2 separate regions of the Zea mays genome follow, and region 1 is linked to region 2. Evidence: chromatin contacts called from public Hi-C data. All regions are on one chromosome and are shown on one strand. Each heading gives the region's core, a stretch centred on a gene start, on an enhancer-like site or on the middle of the called end of the contact. The rest is flanking DNA. Distances are from core to core; before and after follow the strand shown.

Region 1 (5,875 bases), core at 2,210-4,709, 310 kb after region 2:
TGTTCCAATTAGAACAGAAATGGTACCAAACAGAGAAACTTGACAGAACCTACCTTGATGCCTGCACGAAGCTTGTTAATAATCAGAGTACCTAATGCTTCACTTTCCACATCTTCTGCAACAATCAGTAGAGGCCTTTGTTTCTGTTCCAAGCAAAGAATGAAAAAAAAAGAATCAGCAAAGGCCCACAATGAACCAATACTGTTACCGTTAAATGAGAGCAAACAGAATACCTTTAGAGCCATTTCTAAAACCTTAACCACAGCATGCATATTTGTCACTTTCTTGTCATGAATTAAGATCAATGGGTCTTCCAGTTCCTGCGATACAAAAAGTACAACTAAGATATTCATGTGTTGTATACAACCAAAGGTCTCAAAGAAACATATAGACTACCAGGCAAAAATAAATGGCACTTACACATTTCTGGGCTTTTGAGTTGGTAATGAAGTACGGAGAGATGTAACCTCTGTCAAGTTTCATACCCTCCACAACTTCAAGCTCATTATAAAGGGTGTTGCCATCCTACAGAACATTTAAATCAGCCAATAAGTTGAAACAGAACAATGCAGAAAAGAGCAAAAACAAGGAAACAATCAAAATGTGCACTTATCAGTAGACCACACAAACAGAGCCGTGTAGGGTTGTACACAATTAGAATCAACTGAAGCTGTGTGCATGAGCCAACTTATCCTCAGTGTTGGACCGTAAGGTTACTTTAGATACTAGGGCAAGTGGACTACCCATATAGTGGAAACAGAAGGGTCCATAGAGCCATAGACGAATAGCCTAAAAAGGTATCACATGTAGGCTTTAGTTTTAACTTACCGCAATAGTGATCACACCCTCTTTGCCAACCTTCTCCATAGCCTTGGCAATAAGCTCACCAATTTCCCTTTCTCCATTTGCTGATATTGTACCCACCTTTACATACAGGATAGAGAGAATAAAAAAAGGTGAGGGATGGACAGGATAAGAACAAAATAAAGTAACTAGGGTGCTGCAGATATACCTGTGCAATTTCTTCTGAAGTGCTAATCATTCTGGCCATGCCCTTCAGATTGGTCACAACAGCATCAACAGCCATTGAGATTCCACGCCTTAAATCCATTGCATTCATTCCAGCCGCAACAGATTTGCACCCCTCAGTAAATATTGCTTTTGTCAAAACAGTAGCACATGTGGTACCTGAATTTTTTGGATATCAGATCACGTACAGTTCGAAGAAAGCATCAACAAGCTACATACAATTCAACAATATGAGGCATAGTTTATGTTAGACCGGTCAGACTTTTAACTATTTTTTTCTCAAAATATATTATTGATAGCTACAAAAACTAATATATATTGAAACAACTTTGGAATGTGAATCTAATTGTATGATTTTTACACACTAGTATAGACTTATTTCAAGATGCAATATGCCTCTTTTAAGGATGGAGAATAATATTATTAACTGCTAGAGTGGATTCACTAACCAGATCAACCCAAAAGCTTAAGCTATCATGAAAAGGTAGGCAATTCACTTATACACTTCAACACCCCCACTCACATCCAGCAAGAAAGAAAGGCACAAACGTAGAAATAAAGGAGCGGAGGCACAAATGAAGTCTCTGCTAGGATTCAAACTCGAGACCTCTGGCTTTGATACCATGATACCATATTAGAGTGGATGTACTAACCAGTCAACCCAAAAACTTATGTTGTCAAAAGAGGGTAGACAATCCACTTATACACTTCAACATTAGCCACAACGAGAAATTAGATAACCTTATCATGTAATATTATTACGAAGAAGCAACCAAGGCTGGCATTCACACCAAGGGAGAAAAATAACAGTATGCACACCACCAGAGCTAACAAACTTAACAAAATAGCAAAGACAACAAGGAGCAATACTGGACATATTGGATCACATGCTACAGTTCCAATTCCAAAAAGAACCAAACAGTAAAAGAGCAGTGCCTGAGACTCCCCCGCACATGCGGAGAGGTTGCTTCGAAACCGTGACCTATACTTTAAGGTCAGTAAAAAAACAGACCCAGTGCCTGGCCTGCCTTGCCGAAGACCCAACCAGTGTATCACAAATATGAGTAGCAAAGCAACGATGAAACTAAGAAACAGCACCATCTACTCCAGGAATACTTCCACACAAGTAACATGTTTGGAAGTTCAGAAGACAAACTCCTTAATAATCTTTTACAGAGACCATTCTTTGTTCACAATAAACCAAAATCAGCACAAAGGATGTCATACCATCACCAGCAGTGTCATTAGTTGCATTAGCAACCTGTTTCACAAGGCTCGCACCAACATTCTTTACTCTATCCTTAAATTCAATGCTCTTCGCAACAGTCACACCATCCTTTGTGACTTTCGGTGCACCGAAGCTTTGCTCAATAACCACATTGCGCCCCTACAGAAGGCAGGCGATAAGTTCAAGTACAAAACAAACAACTAAGGCAACAGTATTACAACAAAGTAAAACAAACCAAACAGTATTGGAATCAGTGAGTGCAATAGTGACCATTTGTGGCTCCTAGAATATTGACATCAGGATGGAAAGTGACATGCAAGTGTTCAGCATAACTAGAATGCGATGATGTGTTGTATTAAGAAAATTTGGTAGTCATTCATAATGATCAGTAACTGTTTGTCATCTGTATAAGAATGTGGTTATACCTTAGGACCCATTGTCACTTTGACAGCGTCTGCCAACTCCTCAACACCCCTCAACATCAGAGCACGGGCCTCAACACCAAACTTGATGTCCTTGGCAGCATAGTTCCTGCTCCAGGCAAGCCTGCTTCCAACCTATAAAGCATCACACACAACAGAGGTGAGTGCGTGATCAATTAGAGACTGCCATGCCCCAAGGTTACACGACAATAAAATAACGAATTTCACAAGACATCGATTTCTGCTGGATCAGATCAATGTTTCTCAACTGCCAATCAGTGTATTCGGTGTCTAACAGCTAACTGGAGGACGGTAGTGACGAGTTCACCACCGTAGATTAATGTGAAACCCCACGCCAGTACGCCATTAGCGAGCTAGCTTAGATTTTGCGCGAGCGAACTACAGATTCCGGCAGATCGCCACCAAAATAAACAGCACCATGCAGCAAACCCACAGCCCTGCACGCAGAACTACTAGAACCCCAGGCCAACATTACCAAATCTGAGGGCGGGATCCTCCATCAGACCCATCACACGCGTATAAACACGAGTCTGCTCTCACCTGGCGAGCGGCGGAGCTGCTCCCGGCTTGCCGCGCCTTGGAGGCGAGGCTAGCGGCCGCGCGGTACATGATTGCGGATGGTGGCGCGGGGACCGAGGCTGTTGTCGGCGAGAGGTTTGGTTGGTGTGGGCTGTGGAGGAATGGAGGCGGCGGAGAGTTGCTTCGCTTTCTTTCTTGCGGAGGGGGAAAGGATGCGAGGCGGCGAGGAGGTGGGGGACGGGTTGATTTTAGAAACAGTGCAGGCGAGACGAATGAGGGTGCACGGCGGCTCTAGAAACATCCACTAGGGTTTAGGGTTTTGCTGGTTGTTGATCGCCTCGCAGGGTGCGGCGGGGTGCGGCCGCGGCAGCCAGCACAGGCGCTGCCGCGCTCCGGCTGCTGCCGTCTTCAAAGTGGGCTTTGATATTTCTGGGCTGCGGCCCGCCACTTCTAACCCATTAACAATCTGAATATCACGGCGCAGAATATTGATTATTGAAATCACTTATTTTCGGGGGACAATTCAGGAGCTCCGCTCTTAGCGAGAATCACTCTTATCGAACCAAACTATAAAAATCTGAACTGCTTCATGTTAATAGTGAAGTGAATCTAGTCTCTACTTTGTACTAGAAATTGGGAGCAAAAAAACCTGCTTCCCACCACTCTCAACCTGCTTCTCACTCTTTAATCCTTCAAAAATCACTTCACAGCCTATTTATCAAACAGTTTTCGTCAAATAGATTCACTTGCAATAGAAAATCACTCAGAATCACTGTATTAGAGAATCATGGAGCCTCTACCAAACGAGGCCTCAATATACTAGAACAAGAAGTGCACTCCATGCTCCCTCCTGTTCCTGTTGCGACACACAATAATATCGTTGCTTTTGCCTGTTGTCGCAAGCAAGTCAAGGGAAAAAACATAACCGCTAACAAATATTTACATGTACCAGAGTAGAACCATAGCATAGGTTTCATACAATGTTCAAGAATTCGGTCTATCCATCCATATGTTACACGGGACCTAGGGTACAACCAAAGGTCCATGGAGATCAACAAGATGCTCCAGCAACAAAAGACAAGCATAACCGTTGAGGACAGGCGAACATGTCCAATAATATTGCAAAGTACGCAAAAGCACAGAGCTTCATCGACCAGGACGGAAGATAGAAGTAGATAAACAAGCATCAAATGCATATTTTCCATCAGCGCAAAAGAAAAAGATCCCTTCTTTCATGTCTAGATGGCGTCCTCACTCCTCACTGGATCTGCGAAAGGCGGAAAAAAAAGGCTTTTATGTAAGTTCCCCAGAAAATAAACAACTATGTTGCTGGTTGATTCGTGAAAATAAAATGGCAGCTAGTTTGAACCAGTCATTTCAATAAGCGACGTGCAATGAAGCTCGCTAATGAACCTATAATGGCTAGTTGGCTACATATGCGATAGTCTGAGCACCAAATAAACTATGTACATGACAGACTGCTATTCGGGTATTCGGATAGTTTGGGCATTTGATTTAGCCCGTATTTTTTGGGTCGGCTAGATTGGGCTTTTCACAATTCGAGCTTTTAGAAATAATACTCGAAAATGTACTCGATCTAAACTAAACCTGAAAATTTGGGTATCTAGAAAATTCGATTCGGGTATGGGTAGCCCGTTCTACCCGATTCCAAAAAAAAACATGCAATAGAAATCTGTATTTAGAGCAATTTGGTTATTCAGATGCCTAAACAACATGCAGTCCAAATATCATACTGTCCAAATAACATGCAATAAAAATATGTATTTAAAGCAATTCAGCTATTCAGATTTAAGTCCAAGCTATTGTATGATGGGGGAGGCGAATGAGCAAACCAGGAAATAGTCCACTCTAGAACCAGAAGCAAATGAGCAGACCAGAAAATATTTGACCGTGAAACTGACCTTGATTAGTTGGGGAATGGGAGGCACGTTGATCTATCTATGGTAGTTGCTGGCTGGTTCAATCTTCAATCCAGCATGATGAATCGTCGAATGGCGGACTGGCACATGAGTATCGGGTATTTCGGATACCGGAGGTTACTGTCCGATTAAGCCCGAAATAATATCAGGTTTTAAGTTTTACTACCCACACAAATTTTTTAGGTGTCGCGTATCGGGCTATATGGGTTTGGGCTCGGGTTTTTCGGGTTTCGATCTTCGGGCTCGGGCTTTATGCCTAGTGCTACCATGAAGCATTGATTTCTAGGCCGATAACATCATGCAAAATCGTAAGACAAGTAAAGTTGAAAAAAGGACATTAGAGTTTATGATTCATAAGAAGATACTATTAGTTTCTCTACAGAGCAGTTGTTTTTCTTTTGAGGAAAAACAACTGAGCCTAAAACCGAACATTTAGGTCACGCAAAGCATTGTTGTCAAATCATGCCAGAAAACATGCCACTGCCAAAAACATGTTGCTGCCAAAACATGTCAATGCCTAAAACATGTTAGCATGATAGTATATTGCTATGCAGGTTGTTGCTGGCAATCGGTACTCGGACTATAGATTGGTATGTTGATGTGGTTAGTAGGCATGTTGACAAATTATAGGCGTGATGTGTGGCTGCTATGCTTTTGTTATGTTGAAACATATATTGTTTTCTGTGTTTATGTGATTGTTTGAATATTTTAATACT
Region 2 (6,623 bases), core at 4,003-6,502:
GGGTTGAGATAGGTGAGCGCGGAAAAGATGGTGTGTGTGTGTGGGGGGGGGGGGGGTGAACCGATGATGCTGGCGAGTAGGAGGCGAGTGTTCGGAGGGAGAGGAGGTGCGGATGGAGGTGGGGTACGACAGGAGAGGTGGAAAGCGAAAAGAAGATAATATGAGCTGGGGCTCACGTGGGGAGGTTGAGTTTTATCTGGAGATTCCTCTTGCCGTAGTCACTAGTCAGTTAGTCACCTCCATAGGGTATTCCTTGTAGTTAACAAGTTGTTTGATCCATTAATCATATAAGTTTTTACTCTGAATTATATTGAATGCACTGTTTTACAATTCTACTGTGATAATTATTTTTGGTTTGGTGCTTTGAGCAGATTGCCTTGCTGCAGATATGGAATGAGTCTTCTCTAACCTTTTTTCCTGTTTCCCTAGTCTTTTACGAAAGATATGCTCTGCTTGCATTAGACCCTATTCACATATAGAAAAAGTTAGCATTTTATGTTTAGCCTTAATTAATGAGAAATATCTTATATTAGTTATATTACCTATTTGTATATGTTGTCTTTTGAAGTCAAAACATATATATATATATATATATATATATATATATATATATATATATATATATATATATATATATATATATATTACTTTAGTTAGTTGGTGCAATTTTGCCTTGTGCCTTAAATTTGATGGTCTTGTCTCCATGTACTTAAGGATCCCTTCTTTTTTGCTGTAGCTTGTATGATCATGTTTTCCGTCCAAGCAAGTTGCCTGGGACTGCTGATTTTCACCTATTCAAGGCTGGAGTAGAGCCAAAATGGGAAGACCCAGAGTGTGCAAATGGTGGCAAATGGACTGTCCCATGCAACAGAAAGCCAACCTTTGAGACCATGTGGCTTGAAACGGTACATCTTTGTTATATATATTTGATTTGTTGAAGACCGAGCATCTGCTACCAGATGTTGCCTGAGATGTTCTATTGATGCACCGCTTTTGAATAATGGTTTGAAATATGCAGTTGATGGCTCTTGTTGGGGAGCAGTTTGATGAAACAGATGACATTTGTGGAATTGTTGCTAGTGTCCGTCCAAGAGGAGATAAGCTTGCATTGTGGACTAGGACTGCCAGCAATGAAGCTGTCCAGGTTAGTTTTCAAAACCAATCTAATCAGTTCATTGCTAATATCTTCTTACGCACGTAGTCATTAAGGCGATAAGGAGAGCGACCGCCCTTTTTACCTTTTAAGCGGAAAGACGAGATGACACCTTACTGATCATATATAAAGATAGGAAAATATAGGGCATTAGTCCCAAATAAAAGTTGTATAGTACCAAACAGAAGTCTACAAGTTCAACATTAACAAATATAATAGGCTAAAAGTCAACATAACTAGTTTCTGATATCTCATCTCTCAATGAAGTCTTAATATCCATTGTCAAACTCATCGACAATGAGATCAACATTGTCTTCTCCACTTTCTTCCCCCACCAGAAGGTTCATTAGCATCACTCACATTTATGTCATCTTGTGGATCAGTCTCAATGTGCTTCTTCTCCATACTCTTCAACTTCTTGTGTACACATTCTTGCACTCCTCGTGTAGGGTTGAGTTTGTCCAGCACCTTTAGGATTTTGTCGATGACTAGCTTGCCTTGGAAGGTTGCTCACTTGCGCCCTCGAAGCGAGTCCAATGCTCCAGTAGCAACATTAACGTGATCCCATGTTAAATCAATAAGATCATCATATGAGTCTATCCACTCATTGTCTCAATCAAAGTCCTCAATAATTAATGGGTCATAACTTGCGGCGGTTTTCTCCTCTTTTGGAATCTACTTTTCATCTTCCGATTGTATGAAACATAGACCAAGTCATTCAACCTCTTGTGTAACAACCAGTTTCTCTTCTTTGTGTGCATCTATAAATGTTAAAAACAGAAATGACAAGCTAAGTAAGTAGCAAGAAACATATTAGAGCAACCAAAGTAGTTATGTTGGACATACAAATTCAAATATACTCCAATTCATCTCACAACCGGATGACGAAGCACAAATGCACACATATAACATCAGTTAATAATGGAATAAATGTGCTGAAATAAGCAAGCAACCAATCATATATAGTACTTACGAGGCTTTTTTGATTGAATATTTTTTAGTGCCAACTTGTTTGAAAAGATAGGCCCTTGCTGGTCTTCATAATGCATGGCATATGCATTAATCTTGGACATAATTTCTTCATCAGCCTCCATTCTTGCTAGCAATCATTGAAACAACTTAGCTCTGCCACATATCTATCCTCCTCCTTTCGGATGGCAAAGAACTCTCCCGGGTTCAAATAGAGTGCAGCTCCATACATTAATGGTCCATTTGTGTCACCCATCGACGCTCAATGATGCCCATGTTTTTTTTTCATCAAAGCCTGCTTGTTTTGGGTAGGAAAGCTAAGCCTTATCTTCTCTTTTGCAACATTCATCAATGCGACAACTTCTGGCATGGCTGGTTTTTCATCACCATCAACTGCTCTAAGCACAATAAGAAGTGGCGCTGAAGCTCTAAGGCAATCTTTAACTAATCAACTGAAGACCAAAAAACCTTAGATAGAACAATGTCACACACACCCTTGCTTGCCTGCGTCTTTGCTAATTTGTTGTTGTTCCATGCATCATTCACAAAGAGAGCTGTCAAGGCAAGCTCTTCAACGTGTAAGTGTTAAAGTGTATAAGTGGATTGCCTACCTTCTAATAGCTTAATCTTTTGGGTTGAACTGGTTAGTGCGTCCACTCTAACAGGAAGCATGTGACAAATTGAGTTGTTAGAAGCCTGCTGGACGTGCCGCCCTTCACCTTGGCCGCATGCAGCAAGGGTGCACTTGTCACCCTTGTTTTGGCCTGCTGGACGCGCCGCCCTTCACCTTGGCCGCATGCAGCAAGGGTGCACTTGTCACCCTTGTTTTGGCCTGCTGGACGCGCCGGCGCGCCGCCCTGCCTCTTGGCCGCACTTCCCTTGCCCTGCTGGCCGTGCCACCCTGCATCTTGTCCGCAGCAGCAAGGGCGTGCCCGCGCTGCCCACAGGAAACTGCAGTGGAGCCGTCGCCGCCCTGCCCTTTGGCTGCCCAAGGAACTCGAACAGAAGATTATGGATACCCCTGGCCTCACTCTGTTTTTCTTCTAGTAACCCTACCCTTATCCAGTTAAGGCGACGCCTCAGGAACTTTTCATGGACGCCATAGCGAGCAAGGCGACACATTATTCCTAAGGCTGGCTGAGGCGAGTTAGACGCTCCAGCCTGTATGCTCGCCTTACCGCCTAAGCGATGCTTAGGTGACGCCTTAATAGCTATGCTTATGCATCATAGTATAGTATCTTTGTTCATATATCTTCATAAGGGGCGAACTTGGTCCAGTGTTTTCTTCGCAAGTAGTATCTAAGTTGTGCAAATCCTCCCTAGTTTATAACTGGTTTACCCTGCTACCGGCTTCAGCTTTTGTAAGTTTTTGTATTATTGTTATACTATTATTCTCTTCAAATGCTCAAGTTGTTATGCCTAAATCATCTCCCTGGAAGAAAATTACATAGTTTGCTAGAAGTTTTGTGAATACAACCTGTTCAGTGGTAATACTGTATTCAGTGTGATGTTGCATGAAAGTGGGGACTTGGATTCTCTATTAAGTGTGCTGTTGCAGGAAATACATGTTGCATTTTCTGGTACTGTTTATGTTATAACATTGTTACATGAACACTATTCTTCGTCCTCTATGCTCTGAATGGAATATTGGAAAAAAGAAGAGAGGACACAGAAGCCTTTTCCTTTTGGTTTTGGAGAATCTTTGACCATTTTGTAATTTTTTAACAACCTTACTGTAGTTCCATCTTCTGTGGGGCATGGCTATCTCATTGCACCAACAGTTTCCCATGCTGCAATTGTGTTACTTTTCAAGTCTCCGTTGCCCTTTGTACTCAAAAGGACATTAACGTGCTGTTCTGACATCCGAGTTTGGGTCATTCCTTTTTTTATACAGGTAAACATTGGCAAGAAATGGAAGGATGTCATCGACTACAATGACAAGATCATCTACACTTTCCATGTATGCCTTCGGTTTCTTTCTTCAGCTGCTGCTTATAGCTTCTATATATCTGCTGAACAGTGAGCTCACTATCTTGATGCCTCATGTGCAGGACGACTCGAGAAGGGATAAGCCAAGCAGAGGTGGACGGTACACCGTGTAAGTTGCACACGAAGAAGGTCGTTGTTGTTCGGACTGGACAGAGGGTGAGAGTGGAGTTTTGTGCTGAGATCGGCACCAGCTTTCATTTAATACAGCCTCAGCTTACCTGAGGCAATTTTCGCACCTGTTATGATGTTGTTTTGCTCTCAGATAGGTTTATGTAGCACAAGAAAGATATGTTGGAGACGTTGACGATTTTGTATGCAACTAAATTTCTATCTTAATATGCCCCGATTCAACAGCACCCAGTCGAGTCATTGCGTTCTGGAGATTCTTGCAGCGCATTTCCATGTTTAAGACCTTATTATGAAATGTCTGGCATTCGTGGATCCACTGAGCTTCTTTCTGCGAATGTGCCATATCGTGGCATTGGCCGAAGCAACCAAACATTTGTTGCCCTTTTGTGTCGGTGTTTTATAAAGTACCTCAATGACGATACAGCCTCAGGGCGCTTCCTGCTTTTGCACTTATTCGGAGTTCAGGCGAGTTAACGAAGTTCAGACGGTTCTGAAGAGAGGCCGTGTTGTGTTTTGTCGGCGTGGTATCGCGCAAGCACATGTGTCTTTGGTAAGATGGTCTGGATGGCTGTCCTACCACCTGCCATTTATACACACACTGACTTCACCGTCACACTGGCACGACATGAGCTCGCCATCCTACCAGAAACGCTGAGACGTCACCGGCAACCACCCCTCTCGCTCGCTCTGGCCTCTGCTCCTGATTTGATTTGGACAGAAAACTGGGCAGGGCAGGGCGCGCTCAGCACGTTTGCTTCGGAAACACTGCGAGTGTGCGACACATTTCCCGGCTTGATCTCGAAGCGAGCCCTGATGTGTTTGTCATGCACCTGCCTGCCTTGGCTTGTGCTCTAATCAACGCCGGACTCCCCAACTCACGGTTGGTGCGGGACGCCACCCCGCCACCTTACCGCCCGCCTCGGCGCCTCACCAGTCACCACACCTCGCGCCTGCCATCAGCTATATCACCGTGGCCACTTCCGTGTCCCTTCACGGATACCTCACCCCCACAGCCCCCGGTCGATCGCTCGGCAATCGGCATGGACGCCGGCTCGGTCACCGGTGGCCTCGCCGCGGGCTCGCACATGCGGGACGAGCTGCATGTCATGCGCGCCCGCGAGGAGGTTAGTTCCCATTGCTTTTGATCCTCTGTCAGTTATTGATGGCATTGTCACTGATCGATGATCGCCGCGCGCAGCCGAACGCCAAGGTCCGGAGCGCCGACGTGAAGACGTGCCGCGTGTGCGCCGACGAGGTCGGGACGCGGGAGGACGGGCAGCCCTTCGTGGCGTGCGCCGAGTGCGGCTTCCCCGTCTGCCGGCCCTGCTACGAGTACGAGCGCAGCGAGGGCACGCAGTGCTGCCCGCAGTGCAACACCCGCTACAAGCGCCAGAAAGGTACTAGGCTCGGTATACTTTGGGTTGGTGCGCCTCGGCCTCGCCTCACCAACACTAAAAAAAAGATTTCGACTTGGGGCTGTTGCAGGGTGCCCGAGGGTGGAAGGGGACGAGGAGGAGGGCCCGGAGATGGACGACTTCGAGGACGAGTTCCCCGCCAAGAGCCCCAAGAAGCCTCACGAGCCTGTCGCGTTCGACGTCTACTCGGAGAACGGCGAGCACCCGGCGCAGAAATGGCGGACGGGTGGCCAGACGCTGTCGTCCTTCACCGGAAGCGGTGAGTGGTGTGCGGTTCCATTGACGATGATGCTGGCGTGTCGCAAGATGGGTCTGCTGACCAATATGAGTCCGCGTGCAGTCGCCGGGAAGGACCTGGAGGCGGAGAGGGAGATGGAGGGGAGCATGGAGTGGAAGGACCGGATCGACAAGTGGAAGACCAAGCAGGAGAAGAGGGGCAAGCTCAACCACGACGACAGCGACGACGACGACGACAAGAACGAAGACGAGTACATGCTGTAAGCTCCGAGATTTCTCAATCACTGTTCACTGCTGCGGGTGAAGGTCTCACTCATATATACGGAACAAAACAAACAACTGATGTGCATATAGGCTTGCCGAGGCCCGACAGCCGCTGTGGCGCAAGGTTCCGATCCCGTCGAGCATGATCAACCCGTACCGCATCGTCATCGTGCTCCGCCTGGTGGTGCTCTGCTTCTTCCTCAAGTTCCGGATCACGACGCCCGCCACGGACGCCGTGCCTCTGTGGCTGGCGTCCGTCATCTGCGAGCTCTGGTTCGCCTTCTCCTGGATCCTGGACCAGCTGCCAAAGTGGGCGCCGGTGACGCGGGAGACGTACCTGGACCGCCTGGCGCTGCGGTACGACCGTGAGGGCGAGGCGTGCCGGCTGTCCCCCATCGACTTCTTCGTCAGCACGGTGGACCCGCTCAAGGAGCCGCCCATCATCACCGCCAACACCGTGCTGTCCA

What was found. Hi-C and Micro-C count contacts between places; a contact is called where the count stands out from the background.
Region 1: a Hi-C map of tassel shows a contact between it and region 2, with 2.2 times the contacts expected there. The contact joins the promoter of LOC542707 here to the promoter of LOC542685 in region 2. A contact is called at or near these places in 3 of 25 Hi-C or Micro-C datasets (ear, leaf and tassel).

What each region holds. Positions count from the first base shown.
Region 1 is chr1:240,291,195-240,297,069 of Zm-B73-REFERENCE-NAM-5.0, forward strand. It overlaps LOC542707 (mitochondrial chaperonin 60), which reads right to left and starts at 3,460. Exons shown (of 17, transcript NM_001112220.1): 1 at 3,241-3,460; 2 at 2,683-2,814; 3 at 2,257-2,416; 4 at 1,013-1,188; 5 at 829-924; 6 at 421-525; 7 at 234-320; 8 at 54-143. The coding sequence starts at 3,309.
Region 2 is chr1:239,975,322-239,981,944 of Zm-B73-REFERENCE-NAM-5.0, forward strand. It overlaps LOC542685 (cellulose synthase10), which reads left to right and starts at 5,253. Exons shown (of 8, transcript NM_001112202.1): 1 at 5,253-5,364; 2 at 5,439-5,637; 3 at 5,726-5,914; 4 at 5,996-6,152; 5 at 6,247-6,623. The coding sequence starts at 5,281. LOC100284181 reads left to right here. Exons shown (of 5, transcript NM_001157077.1): 2 at 737-905; 3 at 1,019-1,144; 4 at 4,017-4,082; 5 at 4,174-4,467. The coding sequence ends at 4,224.